Regions from separate parts of the Gasterosteus aculeatus genome. Here region 1 is linked to region 2. Evidence: chromatin contacts called from public Hi-C data. All regions are on one chromosome and are shown on one strand. Each heading gives the region's core, a stretch centred on a gene start, on an enhancer-like site or on the middle of the called end of the contact. The rest is flanking DNA. Distances are from core to core; before and after follow the strand shown.

Region 1 (5,469 bases), core at 967-3,466, 67 kb before region 2:
AGTGTGTTTTGTTGGATTTACATACGTACATCGTTGACATATAGATTGGAGTCTCTCCTGGTGATGCAAATCATGTACAGAATTGCTCAATTTCAGAAACGAAAGAAGCTCAGTATGTAACTTTGCGTTTTCTTCACCGCCCATCCTGGACTAATAATCTCACCGCAGCCGATGGGCAGGCTCACGTGCACTCATTCATGGTTTAAAACAGGAAACACCCCGCTGACAGGGACTTTTCAGCCCCATAAAGACGTCATCTATCTCCTTCCTCCTCCAGTCATAGTTACCATAGCAACCAGTGAACTGAAGACCCGTGCATAAAAATGCGTAAACAACAGGACAGGAGGAGTCAGACACACACACGCCACACAACCCGCCTTCAACCCTCCGCCGATGGCTCCGCCCCGCCCCGCCTGCTTGATCACCACGACCAGCGTGGCGTCCACGAGGTGCCTGAGGTGGAAGCGGCATCGAGCGGTCCGGCGGACAGCCAGTCGCGGCGATCGGGCCGTGGCGCTCTCCTCCGTTTCATTCCAAAGCCTTTGTTTGTGTAAAAACAGTAGTGAGCCCTTTACCCCGAGATAACTCCCCGCTGGGAGGATAAAGAATCACACACTCAGCCTGGGAACGGGCCGTGGGCCAGGACCAGCTCAGTCCAGGGATAAAGAGATTGAGGCACAGAGACAAGAGGCTTGACTACGAACCATCTAACCTTTGCCCGAAGGTCGCCACTTGTTTGCTCTCGCTTTGAATATCGGTAAATAAAAGCGTGAGTGCAATGAAGCCCCTTCTACAAAAGGCACATCGGAACTTTGACCTTCCTCTGTGCTACACTAGTTAAAGAGGACGTTGTGATCTGGCTCTTTGGATTCATTCAGCCATAATTCCACACACATAAACACCCGACGTGGACGTGAAAGACGTCGCTGCCCGAGCAGAGGCGTCGCGTTCAGCACCGTGGACAGCGCCGCCTTGCAGAAGGGGGCCCTTTATTCTGCCGGCCCTCCTCGTCAAACCACAGGCAGACAGGTCCTTTGTTCGGAGGCTTTCTGTACTTTGTAGCTTTTGTGCTTATGTTGAGACTATATAAACTGTAAATAACTGTAAAGTGTCACAGGGAGTTGTTGGTGATTAGGAACCTTTTGTTCTTTTGAACAAACGTTTCTCTCTTTGGGATGAGATTGAGCGTCTGCACAAATATTTTTTATCTGCATAATATTTGATAGTTATCTGTACTACAAAGTGGGGCCATTTCCACTTATTTCTAAAAAGTATACTTTGTTAACTCGTCATCGTACGTGACGGACGAATCTCCCTTTGGCTTCTTAACATGCATCAAAATGATACGAGCACAGTTTTATTCAGTTTCCACAGGCTGTAATAATTCAGTTTGACTTCTCTTCAGCGTAACACGTGTGCGGGAAGGAGGATGAGAGAGAACCACAATTAGTTTTCTGCTCACTTGCATTTATGTGGCAGCTGTGAAAGGAAACAAATGATCTGTCTCAGCAGCTTTAGAGGATTTCACTAATTGATGTAAACACACTGAAGCCCCGACCTTCGTTTTCCAGTAAAGAACCACATAATCCATCTCAATTCTGCTGAGCATTTAATCTAAAGCATTTTTATGATGTATGTATATACATCATAAAAATAAAAAAAAAGTGAGAGTCAGCAATGGATTTAATGGAAGCTTCTCTGCTGCCAGAAACCGGATCACAAAGTTATAGCTATTTTAAAATGTAATTGTATTATAATTATTTATCCCACTCCAATCAGAATCAGCCCCTCTGTCTCTATGTACGAGGGGAGAATAAAAGCATGTAGGGAGTAACCTGCGCTCTGATTGGCCAGTGGAGCAGCGTGACTTTGGAAAGTCAACCACCAGATCTTTGTATTTAGTAAGAGTTACATCTGCACGTTGATCTGTTCGTGCTTTTAATATTATGCAGCTGATATCGTTCTCTCTGATGTAAATCATCTTTGAACGGCCCGCATCGGATCGTTTGTTCTTGTTGTCGCGCCTTGTTGTAGATAATTGTGACTGCTCGTTTCTTGTGAGTTTGCTCTTGTCGTGGAGTTAATGACATTGACCTGAAGGTATGCGTTGTCCGTTAATCACACAGCATTCCCTCGTGCGCGTCATCACACTTAGTGTGTTTGCAGTCGTTGAGCTTCACGTTACGCCGCACCCAGCCGACCTGGAGCCGACGCGTCCGTCTAACAGCGGCTCGTTTAATACCTGTTGGACAAGGAGTGCGGTCCGCCTCAGCCTCCAGGCCACTCCGTAATCTACCCATATAATTACAAATACCTCTCCTTGCCTCGCAGGCTCCTGGCCCATGCTCAGGAATCGGGTGTGGGAGGCCTCTCACCTTCATCGGTGTTTCCCCATCAGACTAAATAAAGACACTCGAACAGTGCGTGGCCGCGCATACATGCATCAAAGTACATTCTCTCTGCCGACAGGCTCAAGTAGACAAACCAACGCGAGGAGCAGGAGAAGAATGAATTAAAATAAATGAATAATTCCACCCAGCATCGACCTGACAGTTTTGCTGATGATTGTCGGCAGGGCTGATTGACCGATAAATTCATGCAAATCAAAACCTTTTTCTGACTACCGTTTGAATTGCTGTTTATCTCTCCCACTGGGACAGAGTGATGGGAGGAGGGTTCCCAATCACCCACCCATCCGGGCTCCAAAAAAAAGAGGGGGAGGCTTAAGTAAACAGAAGAGAACAAATGAGCTCTGTGACGGCTCAGCGAGCACTGCCTCCCTCCTCGCCTGTCTGAATGCCCGTCCTTTGTTGATGGCTGAATAGGAGGCTAAATATCCCTTGAAATCAGAGCCAGAGCCTCCACTCTGGATGCTGTATTCCGAGGCTAAAGCCTTTCGTATGCAAATGGGAACTGGGTTAGGATTGGTTCTACCCCAGTGCTTGGTGTGCTATAATGGACATCACCTTTGGGGTCAGAGGATCAGTAATGGGGCAATATTTGGGCTTCTCATCTGGCTTTTCGGGGTCTTGGGGTTGTTAGCATTGTGTGCTTATTCGCGCTGCTTTCACAGAAGATCTCTCTTCTCTTTTCTTTGTGTTTTTCTTTTTTGGAAGCGAGGACAGCAGATGGCGTTCCATGACCCGGTGTTTAGCATGGCACCGAGAAGGCTTCGGGGTGAGAGCAATGTTTAGTTCCAATTCATTGAAGGATTAGTGTGTGTGTGTGTGTGTGTTTGATGAGGACACATCTATGTGTATGTGTCTTGGCAGCCCATTCATTAGGACCTAAATCACCAACTAATACCCTCTGAGTTCTCTAAATGGGTTTGGATCCTCACAGCACAAGCGAGCCAATCTGTGGCGACTTTGGTCTTGACATTGTTAAAAGCCAGCGGTCCTTTTCACTGAACACACACACTTAAATACACCCTTTCAATAGCTGGAATTGCACCTACTGGACCTCCGTCAGGACCATTTTCACCCGGACGAGACTCCCACCCCAGGCAGCATTTCCAGGGTGTTCTTCACTAAGCATCCAGGATGAAAGACTATGGTTTGGTGATCAAAAGCCCATGCCACCTGTTGACCAAGGTAAACATTCATTTTGTTGTTTATTGTTTCCTCACATTTCTGCTGCTTCTGCTTTTCTGCTTTGGTGAAATTTTTTTTTTTTTGCAGATTAATCAGAGAAAATCAAAAAAATCCACCGTTTCTTGGTGCGACAAAACCCCACAAAAGCTTAAAAAACACAATACAAAATCAAACCCTGAGTGCACAGCAACATCTATGAAACAATACTTTCTGTTTGTGTACATGGCTTTATACCTCGGCCTCTTTTAGAAAACACCAGCGAGGAGGTTTGTTAAGGGCTCAAGATCAGATATTATATATAAAGGGGTCAAGATTTTTAATTGTTGAAAGAAACAAAATGTTTTCTCTTTAATTTAAGGTTAAAGTGTTATGTAAATATGTCCTGCCAAATGTTACTGCTGGACGTATCCTGCGTTTATATAATAATCTATTCTTGAGTTGACAAAACTGCAAACTGACCACTCATGTCTTCTCTTTAGTTTGTCCTGGAAAGATCTTTTCTTACCAAAAGTCACTATCATGCATTAGAAGAAGGTCAGCAGTGTGAACTGAGCCACAAATAAAACTCCTCCATCACGCAAGGAATAATGACCAAAACAGACAGAGAGGAAGAAAATGGTCCAACATCAGGCCAGAGATCATTAATTCAGCTGTCTCCGAGAGAAGAAGACGAATACGTGTTATTTTCATACAGCGTATTAAAATTGCAGCAATCTGTCACCAAAGGGGGGTGTTTTGTAAATGAGGAGACACTTAATATCTCCACATTGACTGTGGTCACGGAGGAGAAGAAGACCCTTTAGATCTTCTGCAGCCTTGAAGAATCTTCGACCGACACTCACCGGTCTGTGGCACAGATGAGGTCAATTGCTTCTCGCCTCCTGTGATGCTCACTGCCTGCTGTGACGTGGTTGTGAAGGAGCTGAAAGGTGGAATATGAAGAGTTCCTTTAAGTTCATCGGCACTGCGCCGAGATACGAGGAATAACAGGGGTCATAAGGTGAAGGTGTTCCTCACCCGAGACACCGAGACGCTCGTCCCTCCGCGACGCACCTTCTGAGGCTTCGTGCGAAAGCTTTTCCTCACTCTTCCGTTGCTCCATAGCAACAAACAAACCGTTTATTCCCAAAAAAGAATCTTGTGTTGGTGAAAGATACGTTGCTATAAGACGATATTTTGTGACGACGCAGTTCTCGACCGTCTTGTGCAGCAGATCAGGTCCTTGGGAAACAACGTAGTCTCACTGAGGACGAGATTCTAGCGGCATGATTACTCTTGATAATCAAAATAATAAGTGTGTGTAATAATGTGTGTGTGTGTGTGTGTGTGGAATCATCAGGCTCTCAGATTGCAAATCGTTATTGTAAAACAAGATGCACACAACATTTATTTTGCTGTTTTTGACTCATCTTGTTAAGAAGAGCTGGTAGATTTGAATTAATTTGCATAAATTTGGTCGAGGAAAAACGCCTCCGAGATTTTAAACGTGAGACGACAGCAGACTCAGACACATGCAATCTTCTGCTGAATGGTGAAAGTCATTTTGTGATGTAATCATTCTTACATTCCATGAGCACTGTGAACAAATACAAATAATAAGACAAAAAACAATCCATTGCATTTCAATGACTGTCGACGTGAAGTGACGACCTGCTTCACAAAGAGCACAAGCAAACGTTTAAAGACACGTTTGATGTAACGTCACTGCATTTGTTAATCAATTACAGATCCTGCATGTGCACCTCTTCGCTCATTAGTTTGCATAAATGTTTAAGCGATGAAGTTGTGGTTTGTCTCTCTAATAGTAGTAGTGTCAGTATCTGATCTATCCTTTTTAAAACCAAGCTTTTCTCTGTTGTTTTCTCCTCTGATCCCG
Region 2 (5,089 bases), core at 519-3,018:
CGCAGCAAAAACAATGTGCCATCAATGCATTTCACAAAGCACCGCCTGCAGAAAGACGGAAACCAATACATCTAAATCTCACAGGTGTGCACTGTAGGGGCTGCACGCACACACGCACACACACAACTCCACTGCTCTATTTTACTCATTTGAAATAAAGTGCGTCAGCTCTCACATCGTGTACATCTACACACCCACAGAGGTGTGCGTGTACACATTCTTACACACACACATGCACACACAAAAAACAGTTTCCATCCCACTTTTGTTCTTGGTCTTTGTTGCGGTGTATTATAGGTCACGGTTATGCAATTGTGGAGGGGTAGCCTACTTTTTTCAAAACTCTCACCTTTCTTTCGTTCTCACTATGCACTTGTTTTGTCTCTCTCTTTTCTTCCAAATAAGATAGAAGTAAAGGGCAGCTCAGAATTGACTCACAAAACAGCATTTACTCAAATGATCAAAAGACAAATTATTGGTGGCTGTACAATCTCCTTTAGAGATGTTTTCAAGCAAAAGAAGAATCATTTTTGACATTGCGTGGGTATTTAGAAATTAATGTAAGTTGATTAACAACAAAAATAACCAATTTTATAGTTTATAATAAATTCTTAAAGTAGTCATTTCTTAACCCGTCTCACTGTCTACACTGTTCCTGTGGATCTCCTCACCTACAAATCCAGCCTCAGTTCATGTAAAAGAACACAGATCCTCACAGCACACAGCTGTTGACGCCCGTTGTGCTGCGTTTAATGCACAGTGTTTTGTAGCTTTTACTTGCAGACTCTGTCGCGCGGTCGACAGCGGCTTCCAACCACGTCAGCCAGACAAGAAGAGCACGTTTGCACGCATCGGTGACCACACGCAGACACACAAAGACATTTCAGATATGAAAGATGTAAGTAGTGTGTGAACATTTTTGTATGTTTTCGCTGAGCGCGCGCGTGTGTGTTTGTGTGTGTGTGTGTGTGTGTGTGTGTAAAAGTGTTCCGACACTTTGAACTGAGACCAACTGCAGCACTAAGCTGTGGGAAGATAAGACGAAAGTCATCCGCTCCCATTCTGACTTATCGGCTAGATTAGCCTAACAACTCCGACAGCGTTGCACATGCACCGATCACAGATAACGGATGAGTTCCGTTTAGGCCAAAATGGGGCAAACGCGCAGAGGCTTTTGTGTAGAAAAGACAAAGAGAACAAATGCGTCTCCTTCCGCTACGTCTGCTCGTTATCACCAAAGAATTCATGCAAGATGCATACAAATATCAATGCAACGTCATGAGGTCAGCCTGTTTTTGTGCCTCCCGACATAATAAAAGCGAAAGGGGGTGGGGGGGATGTGTGCCAGTGCAGGTTTGGCTCGTTAAACCTGTGAGGACGACGTCTGTTTGAGGGAGAGGAACCAGACTCTACAGTTCCCCCCCCGGTTCCAACTCGTTCCAGTTAAGTTCTCCTGATCAGTTCGGCTGGTCGGGGGATTCGATTCGCGTCCAGCTTCCTCTCTCTCTCTAGTTAGATGAGAGAGGAGAAGAATCACGGAGAACAACCGCTCACCAGTTGCCATGACAACCCACCATACCCAATAACCCGTGGAGAGAGGAAAAAAAAAAGAAAGAGGCTGTGCGGCTGTGGAACACACAGCAGCACTCTGTCGGCCATGGTTTGAGGGCAGAAGCAAATCTTGTTTACAGCGCAGAGGCCTCGCTCATGCACGCACACACACATCGCACAAACAAAGTGCACGGAAACAATCTATCCACTTCACTACAAAAAAAACTCCAAGCAGCTCTGTCGGCACATCCTGTGTAGATGTGAGCCACCGGAGAATACAGTAACCCACAACTGCATGCGGCGATACGGTTTCTACGTCAGCCATCCGGACTGAAACAAGCTCTTTGACAATTAGAAACTAAAAGAAGGATTAGAAACGCCTGATTTAACTTGTGTTTGGAAGTTGTTGTGAACTGTTGAGAAGAGGGTGCGAAGTGCAGATTCCTGCCCTTAAAACTATTCCGGTAGGTCTGCGTTTGAGGCTCCGGGTTTAGAGAGGCTGCTACTTGTGGCTTTTGGGTTTGTGGGCTTTTGTGCAAGATATAACGGTTCTGTTTCCCTGTCAGCATATTTAGGCCGTGTAAGCCACAACTGGGGTTCTGTGACAAAGGACATGAGAACAAAAAGAAACCTGCCTTAAAAAAAGTAAGCATGGCCTGGTGTCTGGAGTAGCAGAACCATGCGATTGTAATTCCTCATTCAACACAATTTGTAAATTACTAAATCAATTTTAAGATATTTAATAATAAAATAAAATATTTTATACTTTAACATAAACGAATAAATACAAAGCTGGTGCCGTTCACACAGAGACACTCAATAATAATAAATCCCAATGCTATTTGGAATCTGTCAACATGTCGTAGTCTAATCGTAGTCCCCTTTAAGACAAGTAAAAGCATCAAAAGTAACCACAGCGATTTCCTCAGGTTAACCATTATTTCAAAAACCCATTTCCAAAACATACCATTTTGAAGAAGTTAATCGTCAAAAGGTTCCCTTAAATAAATATAAAGGATTAATAAATAAACAGAATAACAACATTGTGTAACCTTTTCTTTCTTTGCATGATCATGAGACGTTTTCTAAATCCTGCTCCGTTTTTACTTCTCCACAAGGAGCCACTATACAACATTCACATTAACAGTCCCGTCTTCTTACATGTTAGAATCGTCCAGAGGCTCAACAGACTAACTTGATTTTAACTTGATTCCCCAGGGTTTCCCTAACCAGGAACTTCAGTGCTTATTCCTCGCATTTCAAACTTGAAAACTGAAAAACATTTTACGCTGATCATCAAGATCATCTTGATCGTTAAAGATAAAACAGCTCTGCCGGGAACTTGTGTTTAGTATCAGTTAACTTCAGTTCCAGGTACTCCGGAAGCCGGGGGAGAGCAAAGGACACAAAATCAGAACCTGGGAAAGGCCCATAAGTCATACTTGCTTATACAATAAGTATAATCAACCAAGCGGGACCTAGAATTCGTGCTTTGGTAAAACGGGCCGATGAACAGCATCATAAATCAATGACGCGGATCGGTTTGGATCTACAGATTACACGATGTACAGAACGTGGTTTCACTGGAACTCAATTGCCGTCTTTCCGAAGCGGTACCACACGACAACCGCACATCGGTTCCGCCGAGCTCGGCTCAGCTCTTGTGACCGGCGTAACAATGCTGGGCTTTCACACCAAACCCGACTCCCAATCTGCCATCTCAGAGAATTTGCCCCGCAGAGCAAAGCACAAGACAGGAACCCTCCACGGCGAGGTCGAATGTGGTCTGTGGTCGCTGTGTGCAGAACGTCCTCTCCGTCGAGTGGACGGGGGGGGGTCGGGGGTTTCACACTTCAGGTCACAGTTTGCATCTGATAGGAAGTGAGACTGATGAATAAGGACGTGGAAATCTGCTCTCGTGATTCCTTCGGTTCGTGTGGTTCTGGCTCTACATGTGAACAACAATCGTCAACAAGGAATTGCTTTGAGAAAAGAAAATCAGTGCAGTTTTCATTTTGTATTGTGCCCAATTCACCGCTTTGATGTTTAAATTAAGTTTTTCTCTCTTGGCTCACAGAACGTTTGCAGCATTCACACCCAATAAGTTGTAAAAGTGTGGCCCGGAATCATTAGAAATGTACAAACAGTGGATGCCTTACTATACACAGCCCCCGGTACGGACTAAAACTGCCTGCAAAATCCACAAATTAAAATGTAAAGCTGGTCTGAGCACCACCTTGATGAAATCCCGTATTAAGCCGAGCAGGGAGTCAATGTGCACTGGAGGGAATGAGAGTGAAGCCAAGCAAACAGGGAGTTCTGCCTCCTATCTCGCCCCCCCTCTCCCCTCTCCTTCCCCACTATCATTACCTTGTCTGTCGCTCCCTACACCCTTTCCTCCCATTTCTCTCCCTGTTGCCCCCCCCTGCCCCCCGTCTTTTTCTTTTAACGGCTATCTTTATAACCTTTCGCTACTCGCTATCGGCCTCCTTCCTTTCCCCTCACTTAACCTCTCCTTCTCCCCCTCCCTATCCCCCCCCTCCCTCCTTCCCTCAGGTTGTTTCCTCCCCTCCCTCTCTCTATCTGTAGGTGCCACATCTGGCAGCTTTTCGGCTGCAGACGAGGCCCGACTGGATGGGGGAGAGAGTGAGATAATCGGGCTAATCCCTCCGTCATCCCAGAGGCTATCACGCTACTCTATAACCCCCTAATCCCTCTAATTCCCTCACACTCTGCAGTCATCCTCGCTGTCAGACACATTGGGATCCTCATCGCCAGGCGAGAGCTGCAGGCCGTGTGTGTGTGTGTGTGTGTGTGTGTCTCAGCTGCTTCCTTTTAATCAGAGAGGGATGTCTTCGGCCTTGCAGCCAGACTGACCTGACGCAGGCTTTGAGGAACTTTGGCAAATGGATAAATAAACTATCTCCATGCAAAATGGTGAAATACATCCGGAAGATAAACACTCTACCTCCTTCTTTGTGCTTTCGCTGCTTCCAATTAAAGTGCCGCATGACAGCGTTACCAACCCCTCCTCCGTCTCCACCTCTTCTCTTCCTCTCCCTTTTCTTTGAGGGCGGGTGCAGATGCGAAGGAGTGCATGTGACTAAGAGCTGAATGTCCGCACACGATGATCAATAAACATCTACGTGCGCATCTGCTGGAGTTACAGAGAGGGATCTGGAAGCCGATCAAAGCACCAAAAGTGCATCTTTGACTGCCAGCAGTTGATCACATCATCACAGATGTATTGATGGATGTATCAAAGCAGCGGGGGGGGGGGCAGCAGGGGAGGCGCTCCTTGGTCTCAGCAGAGCTGGGGTAATTCAGCTCGTGTTATCTGGTGTAAGGAAGAATCGAACCAGGCAGGACGACCACGAAGGCTCCAGTTGTGTTTATCAGCCGCATCCCCGACTGCGCCCTTTCAACCCTGCGGAGAGCGGTCACACAAGGAGGGGCCGCCGGGCAGCTTATTTTCTCCTGGATGCTCTCGCCCGGGGGGATAACGCGCGCGTGTGTGTGTGTGTGTGTTCGATCGATT

Evidence for each region. Hi-C and Micro-C count contacts between places; a contact is called where the count stands out from the background.
Region 1: a contact with region 2 is called in a Hi-C map of tail fin, with 1.5 times the contacts expected there. The contact joins two enhancer-like sites. A contact is called at or near these places in 2 of 6 Hi-C or Micro-C datasets (liver and tail fin).

Annotation. Positions count from the first base shown.
Region 1 is chr12:20,503,183-20,508,651 of fGasAcu3.hap1.1, reverse strand. No RefSeq gene overlaps it. Among protein-coding and RNA genes, the nearest start is that of tle3b, 35 kb to the right of the region's middle. Within about 2 kb of position 2,216, at least 5 of the 9 cell types and tissues checked have open chromatin away from gene starts, as enhancers often do.
Region 2 is chr12:20,436,485-20,441,573 of fGasAcu3.hap1.1, reverse strand. No RefSeq gene overlaps it. Among protein-coding and RNA genes, the nearest start is that of tle3b, 32 kb to the left of the region's middle. Within about 2 kb of position 1,768, at least 5 of the 9 cell types and tissues checked have open chromatin away from gene starts, as enhancers often do.